2 separate regions of the Mus musculus genome follow, and region 2 is linked to region 1. The links are chromatin contacts, called in public HiChIP or PLAC-seq maps. All regions are on one chromosome and are shown on one strand. The core of a region is the stretch at or near the end of the contact, and the rest is flanking DNA. Distances in the headings are between cores, read along the strand shown.

The links. HiChIP or PLAC-seq counts read pairs in DNA pulled down with a chosen protein or histone mark.
Region 2: a contact with region 1 is called in an HNF4G HiChIP or PLAC-seq map of pancreatic cancer cells. The contact joins the enhancer-like site here to the promoter of Bloc1s2 in region 1. A contact is called at or near these places in 14 of 39 promoter capture datasets (the 3T3-L1 cell line, 3T3-L1-derived adipocytes, the C10 cell line and 9 more), 2 of 15 datasets of contacts at CTCF or cohesin (the NIH/3T3 cell line and embryonic stem cells), 24 of 484 Hi-C or Micro-C datasets (the AtT-20 cell line, B cells, the C10 cell line and 18 more), 11 of 115 datasets of contacts at active chromatin or transcription factors (acute myeloid leukemia, astrocytes, embryonic stem cells and 5 more) and 5 of 9 other capture datasets (adipose tissue, embryonic stem cells, liver and 2 more).

What each region holds. Positions count from the first base shown.
Region 1 is chr19:44,141,978-44,149,320 of GRCm38.p6, forward strand. It overlaps Bloc1s2 (biogenesis of lysosomal organelles complex-1, subunit 2), which reads right to left and starts at 4,469. Exons shown (of 5, transcript NM_028607.1): 1 at 4,382-4,469; 2 at 3,964-4,080; 3 at 1,044-1,163; 4 at 147-251. The coding sequence starts at 4,439. Pkd2l1 (polycystic kidney disease 2-like 1) reads right to left here. Exons shown (of 15, transcript NM_181422.3): 14 at 7,176-7,299; 15 at 5,660-6,571. The coding sequence ends at 6,530.
Region 2 is chr19:44,375,071-44,382,413 of GRCm38.p6, forward strand. No RefSeq gene overlaps it. Among named protein-coding and RNA genes, the nearest start is that of Scd1, 29 kb to the right of the region's middle. Within about 2 kb of position 2,736, at least 72 of the 459 cell types and tissues checked have an H3K27ac peak or open chromatin away from gene starts, as enhancers often do. A contact at or near this core is called in B cells, the C2C12 cell line, the HL-1 cell line and 4 more, where this site is marked.

The DNA of each region.
Region 1 (7,343 bases), core at 3,219-5,718:
GGACCACTTGTAACTCCAATTCCAGGGGGTCCGATGCCCCCTGCTGACTTCTGCAAGCATCACACACTCACGAGGTTCACAAACACAGCAGTGGAATATTTATAAAACAAAGCATAAATGATTGAGACAGACGTAAAAGTGATTACCCAGTTTTTTTGAATAAGCATCGAGCTTGTAGGCTGCCTGCTCCAGAGCTGCCACCTGCTCCTCAATCATGTTGATCTGGTCCAGATATGGCTGTAGTTCAGCATCTTGAGAAACAACCCGCATGTCCAAATATGGTCAGCAAGTATAGAGAAAGAGGAGGAAGTTAGGAAGCCAGAGTTTCTTCTGATAAGCCTAACAAAGACCTGGGCAGATGGCAGACGCTCGTCCTGGGAAGACACAGGTACTTACTGGGTCCATAAGTGACCCAGCCAAAACATTTCCACTTCTAGTTTTCCTTCCCAGCAAAGTTCTTACTCCTTAAGCAATCCTTCTGCTACTGAGTCTGCATCTTGGCCATGCCCACATCAAGGAGTCCTTGTATCAAGGGCATTTTTCAGAGCACTCTAAATTAAATTAGTATTTTCTTTCCTTTTTTTTTTTTTTTTTTTTTTTCTCAAGACCAGGTTTCTCTGTGTAGCCCTAGCTGTTCTGGAACTCATTTTGTAGACCAGGCCAGCCTCAAACTCACAGAGACCTACCTGCTTCTGTCTCCCAAGGGCTGAGATTAAAGGCCTCCGCTGCGACATCTGGTCTTAAATTTTCAATGTGTAGATTTTGGGCTTATAAAATAGTTCTTTGTTGATTTCACTGTTAAATCAAATTCACTAGACTCTCGTCTGTCCACTCTCCTTCTGGGAATATACTATCTAAAAGCAAGGTGCAGAAGCAGAAATGACCCACCTTCGGGATGGAAGAAATTCCCCTTGCTCGATCATGCTTTCTGCAACAGGAGCTGGCTGGAGGCAGCGATCCTTGTGCCCTGCCCTTGGGCTCTGAGCACTAAGGAGCATGAAATACAAGCAGTGCCTGTTCGAGGGATGCACCCGAGTACTCACATTTCTGGTTTAAGTCCTTCAGGTTTCTGCTGATGTTGATAGCAATATCTTTCATTTCAAGGTACTTCAAGCTTGTTAGCTTATTCATATTTTCCAGGAGTTTGTAGTCTTCACTGGTGGCTTTAAGATAAACAGAAGACAGGAGACCTTTGATTTGTCTGCAGTTACTGGAATACAGAACTTCAGGTCAAAGGGGTTTAGGAAGGACGTGCAGAAGCTCAAGGGAGGATCCCAGGGAATGTCAAAAGAGCGGGTTGCTTTCCATCAGTGACATTTACACTTAGCCTCTACCCTGGAGGTCTGAGGAGAAACCGAGGCTGCAGTCAGCAAACTCAACTAAGCGAGGTCTAGAAGAGTTAGTGTCATAGTTAGAAAAGGTAAACTCAAGGTCTCAGAAAAGAGAGGTGAAATCATCTTGGGATCTCTGCAGTATTAAAAAAATATATAAGCCAAGTAATGATGGCACACAACTTAATTCCCAACACTTGAGAGGCAGAAGCAGGTGGATCTTGGTGAGTTCGAGGCCAGCCTGGTCTACAGAGTGAGTTCCTTGACAGCCAGGGCTACACAGAGAAACCCTGACTCAAAAAAAAAAAAATTATAAATATGTGTGTGTGTGTAATTTGGGGGATCTCATCTTAATATATCAGCATCAACTAGAGATATAAACCTTCTATGTAGATATGTATGCATGTATATATATCAACTCTGTGTGTGTGTGTGTCTGTGTGTGTGTGACATGTAGACATGTGCAGGCTAGAGGTCAATGGGTCTTTCTCAACTGCTATCTACTTTAATTTTTTCGGACGAGATTTCTCATTGGAAGTGGACCTTACCGATTTATCTAGATGGGCCAACACATTCCAGGAAGCCTCCTCCCTCTACCTGCCCAGAATTCAGGTCTCATCTTGCTTGCGCACAATCAAGCCCCAGCACCCACAGGGTGAAAGGAGAGCACTGACTCCCACAGCTGTCCTCCAGCCTCTATGCACGAGCTGCACAATGCACGCAGGCCCAGTGAGTAAATGGTAAATGACAGTTTTTCCTCTGCAAAAAGCATGTGTGCAAGTAAGCACGGCAGCCATGGAGAGAGAATACTGGCTTAACTGTTTGATAATCACTTAGAAACTTTACAATTTTAAGTAATTATCTAAAAAAAAAAAAAGAAAGAAAAAAATCTACTTAAGGGTGCAAATGTAGCTCACTGGACAAAGCAATCGCTTTGCCTATGCAAAGCCCCGGGTTCAGTGCCCAGCGATTCCATACAAACTGCTCCATTTCCTGAGAAGTCAATCTAGGTCCAGAAGAGGTCCACCAATAAGCTCTTCCTTAGTGATCTTTCTGCGTAGTCTCCATCCCTGCCACCTCACAGGTGGCTCCTCTGCAACGATCAGTCTCAGTTCTGCACTACCACTTGGGTGTTCCAGTAACGGCTACAAACAGCTGAGCCAGAGCTGCGTTTCCCACAGAAACACGGTTCCTCTTGTCAGCTTCCCTATTTTGGTTGTTGGTCCTACCCACACGAACAAGTACCTTAGCCTGCTCAGTACCGGATAAAGTCTACATCTGCATTGTGCTCACGCCCAAACTCTCCATTCTTCTTATCTTCACTCTGCCTCAGATTCCCGATACTTTCTGGACAACTGTTCCTCTTCTCTCTTCCACAGTTGTTCTCGAGGCCATCAAGTCATAATCTCTCTAAAACAAGGGCCACACACTTGGAAGCCAGCAGAGGAATGTGTATGGGTGGAGTAACACAAGTGTTTATATAATAAACACACAAGGAAACCATCATTCCCTCTTCGGAGGAGTGTGCGGAGGAGTGTGCGCCCTCTCAGCCCAGCACTCCCTACTAGTTCTGAGGCACTGGGTCAGACAACTCCATCTCTAAACTACAGCAAATGGAAAAAAAAACAAGAGAACAAGAACAGTGCTAACCAGCAAAGGCCACAAGATCACACTAAAGGACCAGCCAGTGGTGACACAAACCAGATTATCCAGTCTTCTTAAAAGGCTGCAAAACCCTGGTCAAGTAGAGCCCTACTAAGTAAGTTACGATAGACTTCAGAATTTGTGGGGAGAACCCATATATCTGGATTTTTGTTACTTGGTCTCTCTTGCTCAAAAATAAGTGAACGATCAGGCAGAGAAAATCTGCGACTTACAACCCCCCAACTTCTCTACTAAACCTTTCCTCATAGATCCTGGTTCACAAATTGGGCTCACAGAAAAATTTCCTGGGGTGGGGCCTGTGAGAGGGCCCTTGCTACCAAGCCTGAAGATCAGAGCGTGGTCCTCGTGACCTACGTGGTCTAAGAAGAGGACCAACTCTCGAAAGTCGTTCTAAGCCACACACACACACACACACAGAGAGAGAGAGAGAGAGAGAGAGAGAGTAATTTTTTCACAGAGCAGTGAAACAGTATAAGTTCTTATGTCACCCCAGAAGGTCCAGCCTCTGCTTTCTGACTCTGCCTCAGACACAGACACAGATGCAGACGCAGGGACACTGAACTAAAATCTAACCGTGTCCCACGGGTGGGTCAGCAAATCTTCAGACTAACCTTCAGGTTTCATCAAATGCTTGCTTACTCCAGCTCTTTTACTAACTGGACTGTTTCACGTACCCCCCCCCTTCCATTTCCTTCACAACTCTGCTTAAAATATACTTCTCCCCCGGCGGGGCACTTCTGGACTAACAGTGTGGAATTCTTGTTGTTGGCCTTTATGACAAGAGGCCTGCAGATTTGTGTTTCAAAAGTGGTTGGTGTGCTTCCCTGGGGAAAGACAAGGGGGAGAGCGGCTCCTTTCCTCCCATTCAACCATGGACTGACCAGAGGCTGCTAAAGCACCATTCAGATTTCCGTGAAGTCAAATGCAAATACACAGCTGGGATCAGCCAGAAGGGGTTGCGTATCACCTGTCAGTTCCCCAGTCAAATATGTGGCCATTTTGGAGAACATGTCCCGGCAGAGCTCATTGATGTCAGCTTCGGCAGGCTCCTTTGCTTCCTCGGCTGTCTCCACCGCAGCATCATCTGGCAAGGTGTGGGTGGGAGGTGAGGAGTAAACGTCCTATCCCCAGACCTAATCCAGCCAAAGCGGACGGTTCCTAAGTCCCTCCCGACTTGGGCTCCCGCCGCCTTCGTTCTCCTCCTGCCACCATCCCGTCCCTTCTCCTCGCACCCGCCCACCTGAAACGCCAACTCCGTTCCCATGCTCAGGAGCTAGGCTTTCGTCTCAGTGCCCTGACTGCGGTAGACAGGTCCACCGGCTCCTGCATCCGGACCTAGCCTCCCCACCATCAGCCGCCGCATCTCCATCCACACAGGGTAGTACCTCGAGGTGGCTGCTCCTCCCGTCGCGTCGCCGGGACGCCCTCCGCAGCCGCCGCCATGCCCGACCCAAGGCTGCTTCCGGTTCTAAGGGCATCTGCGCGTGCGCCCCGCGGGTGCCCCGCCCCGCCGCTTGCTCACAGCTTCCTTGCTTTGATCGGCTTGCCCAAGTCACACCTCAAATAAGGACCTTTTATCAAAGTCCAAGCATGAAGCTGAAACTGAAGCTAAGGCTATTGCGAATTAGCCCGTTACTGAGATCACAGTACCTGGTTGGCAATGCGTTCGTCCCTGCAGCCACACTCTAGAACGGTCACTTGTGCCAGCCACGGCCTGTCTTGGGTTGTGGACCCATCATAACATGTCAGCTAAAGTTATTGGAGAGAGGTGGCCTCCTCCCCAGACACCAGCACCCTGACATGTTTTGTTCATCAAAGAATTGTTCAGGGATTCGCTTTTACAGGGTGTCTCCCACAAGATTTCGGCCTTGAATCTTCTTTTTTTTTTTTTTTGGTTTTTCGAGACAGGATTTTTCTGTGTAGCCCTGGCTGTCTTGGAACTCACTTTGTAGACCAGGCTGGCCTCAAACTCAGAAATCAGGGATTAAAGGCATGTGCCACCACCGCCCGGCTTTGGCCTTGATTCTTGATGGAATCTCCCTTACCTTTCCCATAGGCCTTGGACTAGTATCAACTCTCTGACTCACATCTCTTGAAGTGCAAGCTAGCCCCTAATGTTTAGTTGAAAGGACCTCTCTTGAAGGAAACTTCCGACGTCACTGACACATAGGTTATCTTGATTATACTTAGTTGTTGCACGCGTCTAGCGGGTTTACGGAATGCTTGGGGGAGGGGGGTGGTGAGAACAGGTGGGGGTGACAGGGATGAATAGAAGGCTCAGTGTGAGGGAATGAGAGTCACTGGAGAGGGGGAAAGAGGTGTGTAAGGGTTTTCAGGATGCAGGCTCCTGAGCATCCAAAATCTTAAGTGTAGAGTTTTTGACTAAGTTTAACTTAGTCTTGGTTATCCTCTAATCTCCTCTCTGAAGACTGATTCTCCCTAGACTGATTCTCCTTCTCTCCACTCCTTTCTATAGGATAATCAAAGTACCCGCCGTTTCAAACATTCCTATGAACCAAGGCTTCTTATTTCAAGATTGCTGGGAGAAGCAACCTCCCTGAGATTGACATGGCCCCCAGTACATTCCAGAGAGTGTACAACAATGTCTTACACTCTTATCCTTCTCTCTTCTCTCAATAGCCCCAGAAGGAAATGCAAAGACGTGGTTTTCTAAAGAATTTTATTGCTAATCACCTTGGAACCTCACATTGTCCTATGACGAAGAGAGCCAGAGACCACCACATATTAGTCCAAAAGATCAATGAATCCTGATAGCCTTTCTGGCTTGATTCCTTCAGGTTTTGTTTGATTCCAGGTTTGAAGTCCCCTCAGTTCCAGCTAGTCGCTGGAACATAAGAACCAGAAGGCAGGCTCCTCCAGAATTCACTGACTTCACCTTTGGAGGGGGTCACTCTTAACTCCTCTGTTGGAATCTCACCACACAAAAATCTTCTTTCCACTACAGCTTCCTTTTCTCTTTTACAGGGAAACCCCATGAGGAAAGAAAGGGAAGGCCTCCTACACACAACCATGCCTGCCAGTGGCAGATATCGTGATGCACACAAAGGGTAAGAGTTACTGGAACGTAGGAAGACATCCATCGCCCACTCTTTGGACTTCTACCTGTTAACTAATCGTGGTTGTCTGAGGTCTTCCGGAGAGTCATTCCCATCTGCTCCTTTTTCTTGTTTGTTGTTGATGTCAATCAACTCTGGCAGAAGTAAGTGCCCAGGAAGAGAGGGGCCTGGTAGGAAATGCTACTTCACAGAGCTGTGCAACTCCATAAAGAAACACCAAGGGACAAGTCTAAGCATGCTGCCCAGCTACACACAAAAACATCGGCTGAAAAGGCCAGATACAGGGGGAACTTCATAGCAGCCATCATGAAACATGCTGCCCTAGAAAGGATGAGGATGGAGATGGAGATGAGGCTTGTGGGGGAGGCATAGAGAGAAGAATTTGCTGTCTGTTGCTTTAGGACCCCTTTTCCATCCTCCTGTCCACCCTGAACTCCCAGGGAGCTGGAGTGACACCTAGGACGGATTATACAGGTTCTCCCAAACAGCTGGTTCCCCCTGTTGGAAGAAAAAGGAATAGCTCATTTGAAGGAGAGTTTATTTTTCTCTGCAACTTATTAACAAAGAACCTAGATTGCTATAGACTGATGTTTGGGTCTCCCCAAAGTTTTTTGCTGACATCCAAATCCCCAATGTGACAGTACTAGGAAGTGAGGCCTTTGGGGGGGTGAGATCGGGAGTGTGGAGTCCTTATAAGGGGAATTAGTGTCCCTCTTTCCTCCCACCACATGAGAACACTTAAGTTGAATAGTCCATGAAGCAAGAAGTTGACTTTCACTAGATCCTAAATCTGCTAGTCACTTGATCTTGGGCCTCCCAGTCTCCCAAACTGAAAAATATACTTCGGTAGTTTATAAGCAGTCTATTCTTTCATAGTTTCATAGTTGGTTATAACAACTCAAAGACCCTCCTAAAAGGTCAAGGTAATCTATAGGCTGACAGCAACTTCTGGACCTGTCCTCCACCCACCTCCACAGAGAAGTGACCACTGTGAGTATTACTTCCCTCGTCTTTCTAGAATGCCCCTCACTCCTAACTGTCTAGAAAATAAGATGGATTCCAGCAGTAAAGAACTCAGCGGACCCAACTGGAGGGCACTCACCATTCCTGGGGAGGGAGCCAGCTCCCCTTTCCTCTCCAGCATCTTCAGCTTTGAGCCTACAGCATCAATCTGGGACACAACTCCTTCCAGAACACACTGCAGCTGCAGAACTCTCCTTGTGAGCCTGAGTAGGATTTGAGAGAGACCAAGGAAGCTGAAATGGTGTCT
Region 2 (7,343 bases), core at 1,486-3,985, 230 kb after region 1:
CCGTTTTAATGACATATGATGGGAACTTCACCATGAGAGCTACAGCATTCACAGGAAGGCATTCATGAACTCTGCCGCCCAGGACAGCATTAGCGTGAAAGAGGAGCTAACCGGGGCCAGCTCTGCCCACTGCAAACCTTCTGCTGTGGACTACTGATCAGTTTGAGAAGTCAGAATCCAGCCTTCAAGATTAGGGATTGTAGGGTTGGTGAGATGGCTCAGTGGGTAAGAGCGTCCGACTGCTCTTCCGAAGGTCCAAAGTTCAAATCCCAGCAACCACATGGTGGCTCACAACCACCCGTAATGAGATCTGACTCCCTCTTCTGGAGTGTCTGAAGACAGCTACAGTGTACTTACATGTAATAAATAAATAAATAAATAAATAAATAAATAAAGATGAGGGATTGTAGCCAGGTGGTGGTGGAGCACACCTTTAATGCCAGAACTCAGGAGGTAGAGGCAGGTGGATCTTTGTGAGTTCAAGGTCAGCCTGGTCTACAGAATTGAGCTCTAGGGCTACACAGAGAAACCCTATTTTATAAAACAAATCAAAACAACAACAACAACAAAAAACCCAAATAATAGATTAGAGGTCTATAAAATGTCAAAATAAGGGGAAAGGCTATGTTTATCTTATGTTATGTGCCTGTCTGTTAGCTGGTTTTATAAACCTTACACATGTATGCCTTCCCTGGTTGAGACCCTGTGAATGGAAGGGTAAGCTTTTGAAAATTCTCTTTTATGTGTTTTCCACCTTATTCTAAGAGTGGATATTAGGCAAGTCAGGTTTAAAAGGCCCTTGGGCCAGGCTTTGCCTTTCAACACATTATTATAAATTGCCGGGAAACATTTCATAAGCTAAGTTGGCAGAGGGTTAATTTAGCTTTCAGACCTACACATAGCATGCAGTCATGTTAGGGCCAAAAGTCATGACTGGAGAAGCCTGACCTGGCTAGAGTATCCCATGCCCCATCCCAGTTTCAAGATGGGCATGTGGTTACTCAGCTCTGTGAAGACTGACCACCACAGCCTCTTGTATGTGCTTTCCTACTTAACTCAGCTTTCTCAACAGAAATCCAAGAAGTGGGTACAGTTTGTTGGTACTTTGTATTTTCAAGTTGGCTAAAGTTTTCATTTTTTAAAAAGATGAATATGAAACCACTCTTCTCTTTCTCCTTTCCCTCCCTCCTTCTCCCCCGTCCCCCCTTTCCATGTCTTACAACTTAGCCCAGGCTAAGTAGTACAAAAAAGGGTGTACAAAAAAGATCCTTCTGGCTCTTATCTCCCCAGTGTTGGGACTCTTGATTCCTTTTGTCAGGATTTCATAGACATTTATTGAGTGAGGGGGGGAGGGGTGGATATGAGGGTGGGGCTTCCTTTGTCTTGGTAAGTAAGGAACTCTCAGGGAAAGAGTCTGACTAACCTAGGCGGTCAGAGGTCCATCTTCTTGCTAAGAGGGTCCAACCTGCAGCCCTTCTGCAAGCCCAGGATATGCTTCACACCTATTTCACACGGAGAACCCCAGGGGCCTGCTGCTTCCTGGCACAAAGGAAGAGGCCATTTGAATAAGCTAAATGCAGAAGGGAAAGAACAAACGTCACAAAGATACATTGTATCCACAGGCAGCTGTGTGAAAGCAGTCATCTGTGAAGAAAAAAAACCCAGCAGATCCCAGGGGACATTTTTTTTTCTCGCCACACCCAAGCCCTCACCATACTCTTGTAACCTCTTTGATCATAGAGAAGCAACACAGGAGTTTGGGCTGCCCTAGAGACCTACTTCAGACACAAAGGAAATTTTGGGACCAGATCTCATGGGTAGCAAGACTGAGAGGCAGTCATAAGACAAAGGTTCCTTCCAGCTAAGAGTCTAGAATTTCTCTCTCTCTCTTTCTCTCTTTTTCATTTTTATTTCCTTATTTTGGGTGTGTTTAGGGAGGGAGGCACATCGCAGAAGAAACTCAGGGCATCAGGGTTTGAGGCAGGAACCTTTTACCTTCTCTTGGGCCCAAATACTAGTACTTTAAGAAAAAAAAAGATTTATTTGTTTATTTTCTATATATGTGTACAGTGTAGCTGTCTTCAGCCACATCAGAAGAGGGCATCAGATCCCATCACAGATGGTTATGAGCCACCATGTGGTTGCTGGGAATTGAACTCAGAATCTCTGGAAGAACAGTCGGTGCTCTTAACCACTGAGCTATCTCTACAGCCCGAATTTCAGCACTTTAAAAATAGTATTTCAAGCCGGGCAGTGGTGGCACTTGCCTTTAATCCCAGCACTTGGAAGGCAGAGGAAGGTGGATCTTTGGGGCCAGCCTGGTCTACAGAGTGAGTTCCAGAACAGTCAGGGCTACATAGAATAATCCTGTCTGGAAAAAGCAAAAAAAAAAAAAAAAAATTTAATTTTAGAAGCAATTATAAAATTCTTACATAATTTTCTCTTTCTGCTTCCTCTCTCCGAACCCTCCCCTACGGCTTTCATTGCTCCCCTCAAATCCATGGCCTTTCCTCCCCAAGAATTGTTACTATGTATATGTATGTGTAATTGCACATAAATTCCTAAATTGAGCCTGCACAGTCTGTATGTTACTCATATATATGTTTTCAGGGCTGGCCATTTGGTGTTGGATAATCAATCAGAGTCTTTCTTGTGGAAATAGCAATGCTCAGAGAACACAAGATGACCAACTGTCCATCCACGTTAAATTCTGACACAGGGCTAGGGAGGTGACTCAAAAGCACCTGCCACCAAGCCTGACAACTGCTCCTACCCCATGCTCGCATGGTAGAAGAATGTCTGAAGTTGTCTTCGGAGATGCTTTTAAAAAAAGAAAAAAGAAAGACCTTTGACCCAGCTGGCATTGGCTGGGGTCACAGTGGAAACATTATCTTAACCTGGGCTTATGTTGGGTGTGGTCACAATGCCTATAAGATGTGTCAGTGAGCTTCACAGACAGAGAGAGGATTGACCAACACTCTAAGCGATTCATGTGATACCAGGCTGATGAGAAAGAGACACTCTAGACACCTGAGGCTAAGATCTTGAAGGGACACTTCAGTGGTTACACAGAGCAAGGGAAGGTGACAGGGCCAGGGGTGACAGGGCCAGCAGGAGAGCAGAGTGGAGTGAGAACAAAGAGCTCTGACAGAAGCCCAGGTCTCACAGGAACTGAGCAAGGGCTGGGGCGAGGCTCCCTCAGCAGCTCCAGCTGCAGTTCTGCCCCACCCCCACCCCACCCCCACCCTGTCCCCAGGGAGTCTCAGAGCCTGCACCAGCTGCAGGGGCCCTCACCCTTGGCATTCCACAGTGTCCTGAGCAGCTTCACTTTCTCCCTCTCAGTCAGGGGCTGAGGGAAGTGTCTGCCTCACCTTCAACTCTGCTCCTCATCCTGAGAGAGAAAAGGCAGCTCCTGCAGGGTCCCTCTGGCTCTCCTGGAAACTAAGTGCACAGTTGTAAAGGAGCCGCCCTGTGAACTCTGGAGAGAGAAACACTATAGCAGCTAAGCACAGGGATCCATGAGAATCTCTGCTTCCTGCTCCACAGGATGGCCCTATGCTGGATGCAAGTGAAACTTCCCCAGGGAGGAGGTCAGAGCATCCTTGCAGGGATGCAAATGCTGGCCTGGCTCCTCCTCAGGGAAGGAGCATCACCCTGAGGGGCTCTGTGTGCCCACCTGGCAGCAGGTGTGGATTCCAAGCTCAGCCTGCACACCTGTGTCCAGGGGATGACAGAGACTCTGGTGCACCTTTTTGTCTGTCCCATGCTAACCTTGAACATTGGAGGTAAGGGGGCATTATACGGGACATGCAAAAGCCAATCCAGAGAGGTTTCCATGGCGGATCTTGTCCTTACAGATGACGACATCAGGTGGTGTCACAAGCCTGCTCTGTGTAGACCTGGAGTTAAGAGTGTATCCCACAAAACCCTGGGGCAGAACCCACGGCTCTGCTCCTTACATGGGTTGGAAAAAATAATGCTCTTAACTGCTGAACTGTCTCTCTAGCACTCTCTCGGGAGGGAGAGAGAGAGAGAGAGAGAGAGAGAGAGAGGCAAAAGCAGAAGGGAATAAAAGATCATCACTGGATGAATCACAGAAAATTCCCTAGCTATGAAGAACAAGCATTTCCCCTTCTCAATGACTTTTTAATTAATTTATATATGGTGTATGTGTGTATGGGTGTGTGTGGGGGGGTATGTGTGTGTGTGTGTTTGCATACACATGTGCATGCAGGCAAATGTGAACAATGCATGGGTAGAGGTCAAAGAATAACTGGGTAATTTTCAGGTCTTGGTTCTTGTTAGCTTACAGACAATTCATTAGGCTACTCCAAGGAACCTAGTAACAGCTACCCAAAATTATAGAGCTGCCAAGTGTATAAGAGGGACTGCTTGGCTACCCCAGCTTACTTGTTTTCTTGCTCTCTCTCTCTTGCTCTCTCTCTCTCTCTCTCTCTCTGCCCCTACGTGTCCCTGGCCGGCCTCTCATGCTCTCTTCCTTTCTTCCTCTCTTTCTTTCTGTCCTTCTCCCCTCTATTCTCTGCCTCTATCCCTTTCCAGGTCACTTCCCTTCCCTTATACTAGGCCTGTCGCATGGCCTGATTCCTCAGGGGACACCTTGGCATAGGCCAGCTAAAGTCCTCCCTCCCACCACATTATAAAACGTAGCAAACACTCTTGATAATGGAATTTGTTCCAAACCAAGGCACAGCATCACACACTTTGGGAGAACTGGAATCCTACGGAAGTCTTTTTAAAACACTCTGTTTCTAAGAGGCTAATAAGAGGATGCACACTTCTTAATAAAGGAGCATGCAAGAAAAGAAGGGAACACAGTGACCCAGGGAAGAAATCCAACATACAGAGGAGAGGATGAACTGAGGGTACCTGGCTAAGTCTGAGCAGAAGAGAAGGCTGCAGGAAAGAACACTTGAGGTCACCGGGACTAACAGAATTCCTGATGTGACCAGATGTACTAGGAAGAGCTGCTGACAACTGATGCAGAGGTTGAATTGCTAAATATATAGAGAGGACCCAAAAGAAAAAGAAAAAAGAAAGAAAACAAACAACAATATCACAACAAGAACAACAAAAGCACACTGTTACTATAACCAAAGGAAATACAAAGTTACGTAAGAAAGAAATCATGGAGCGATTGCATGACTCCAGCGTGAGCAATATTTACATAGGTTTGTATAAACTCTGACTGTGGACACAGCCAAAGTTACAACAGATCTGCATGGAGAGGGTGAAGAAAATATTGTCTACAGGTGCCCATCATCATGCTAACGTAACAAAGAAAAGATGATCAATCAGACTGAAGAGAGGCTCACTGGCTGCTCTTCCAGAGGACTCAGGGTAAGCTCCCAGCAGCCTTTTGATGTTACACAACCACCTTTAACTCCAGTTCCAGGGGAACTAACACGCTCTTCTGGCCTCTATAGGCACTGCATGTACATGACACATATACATGTAGGCAAAATACCCACCCACATAAAAAGTAAGGAGGAAGAGGAGGAGGGGGGAGAGGAGGAGGGGGAGGAGAAGAAGGAGGAGGAGGAGAGATGGTCAATGTGGTGGAGTATTTGTGTAACACATACAAAGCTCTGGGTTCTGCAAGAAAGGAAGAAAAGAGAAAACCTCAGTTTTGATGGTTAGATGTGAATAAAATTATATATATAACACCTAAAATCACTAACTAGCCATATAGGCACATCACTTAGAAATACAGAGAAAACAGGTCATGGTGGCCATGGCTATAATCCTGGTGCCTGGGAACTAGAGGCAGAAGGACCAAGAGCTCATGTATCCTGAGCTGCATAAGTCCCTGCCTGAAAATCAAAGCAAACACACAAACACAGGGAGGAGGCCAGGGAGATAGCTCAGGCAGCAATTGCAACTAATTTACAAACAGGAGAACCTGAGTTCAAACCCCAAGTACCCTTGTCAAAGCCAGGTGTGGCTACATCGTGAGCTGTGGAAGGAGGAGCTTTACCAGGGATAAGAGGCACAGAGAATATAAGCACTGCTCACTTTTTATACGGAATATTATCCTTTACCTGTGAGATTTTAGAATACTTTCCTTTCTCGCTAGCTGCTCGACTGCCTCTTTGTAAAGTTGGCCTAGGATTTAAATTACTGAAGGAAGAGTGAAGGCCTGACCCTGGGCAACCGTGTGCTCATCCATCCCATTCCTGGCGTGGTACTCAAGGAAGAGGAATGGCTCATTTTAGATTAGTTCAAGTGTGGTGGTTTGGATAGATATGACCCCTATAGACTCAGATGTTTGAATGCTTGGCCCAGGGAGTGGCACTATTGGAAAGTGTGGCCTTGTTGGAGGAAGTGTGTCACTGTGGAGGTGGGCTTTGAGGTCACCTATGCTCAAGTTATGCCCAATGTGGCACAGGGTCTCTCCCTACTGCCTTTGAATAAAGATGGAGAACTTCCAACTCTGTCTCCAGCACCATGTCTGCCTGAATACCCTTGTGTTTCTCACCATGATGATAATGGACTGAACCTCTGAAACTGTAAGCCAACTCCAATGGAATGTTTGCCTTTATAAGAGTTGTAGTCATCATGTCTCTTGGCAGCAATAAAACCCTAATCATGACATCGAGACAAAGAGTTTCTGTTGTCCTTTGCTCTAGCAGGCAATTCTAATAAGAATTCCCTTATTCTCAATTAAATAAAAGTACAAAGGATAATTAGTATCTTAGAAGAAAGAATAGCCACTCAAAAAGCTCTCTTCAAAATAAGGATAGACAGGGGCCTGGAGAGATGGCTCAGTGATTAAAAGCACGTGCTGCTCTTCCAAAAGACCCGGGTTCAGGTCTCACCACCCTCATGGCAGCTCACAACTGTCTGTAACAGTTGTACAGATTCCAGTTGCAGGGAATCTGACACACCCACAGAGGCACAAATACCAATGCACATAAAATAAATCATTAGAAGAATACACAAAGTATTTTCATGACTAAATGTCAACCTAACGAACTCATAGGAGCACATAGCAACAGGGTAAAGACCAAAAAGTGTTACTTTTCTGACCACCTCAGGCACAGATGCACCAGTACCCACCCAGCAGTGTGTGAGGAGGACTTGCAGTGTCCACTACAAGCAAGATGCTGTGGGAGGGAAAGAACAAAGAGAAGACTCAGGGATGTTGCAACAGATGCTCAGAACACATCTGCACAGGATGTGTGTGTGTGTGCGCGCCCGTGTATACATACACACGCACATCATATACATATATATTATATACATACTCACGTGTATATGCATATGCATATACGTCTCTCAGTATAGGTGACAGACTCAGGACTAATGCACGCCTGGGACATGCC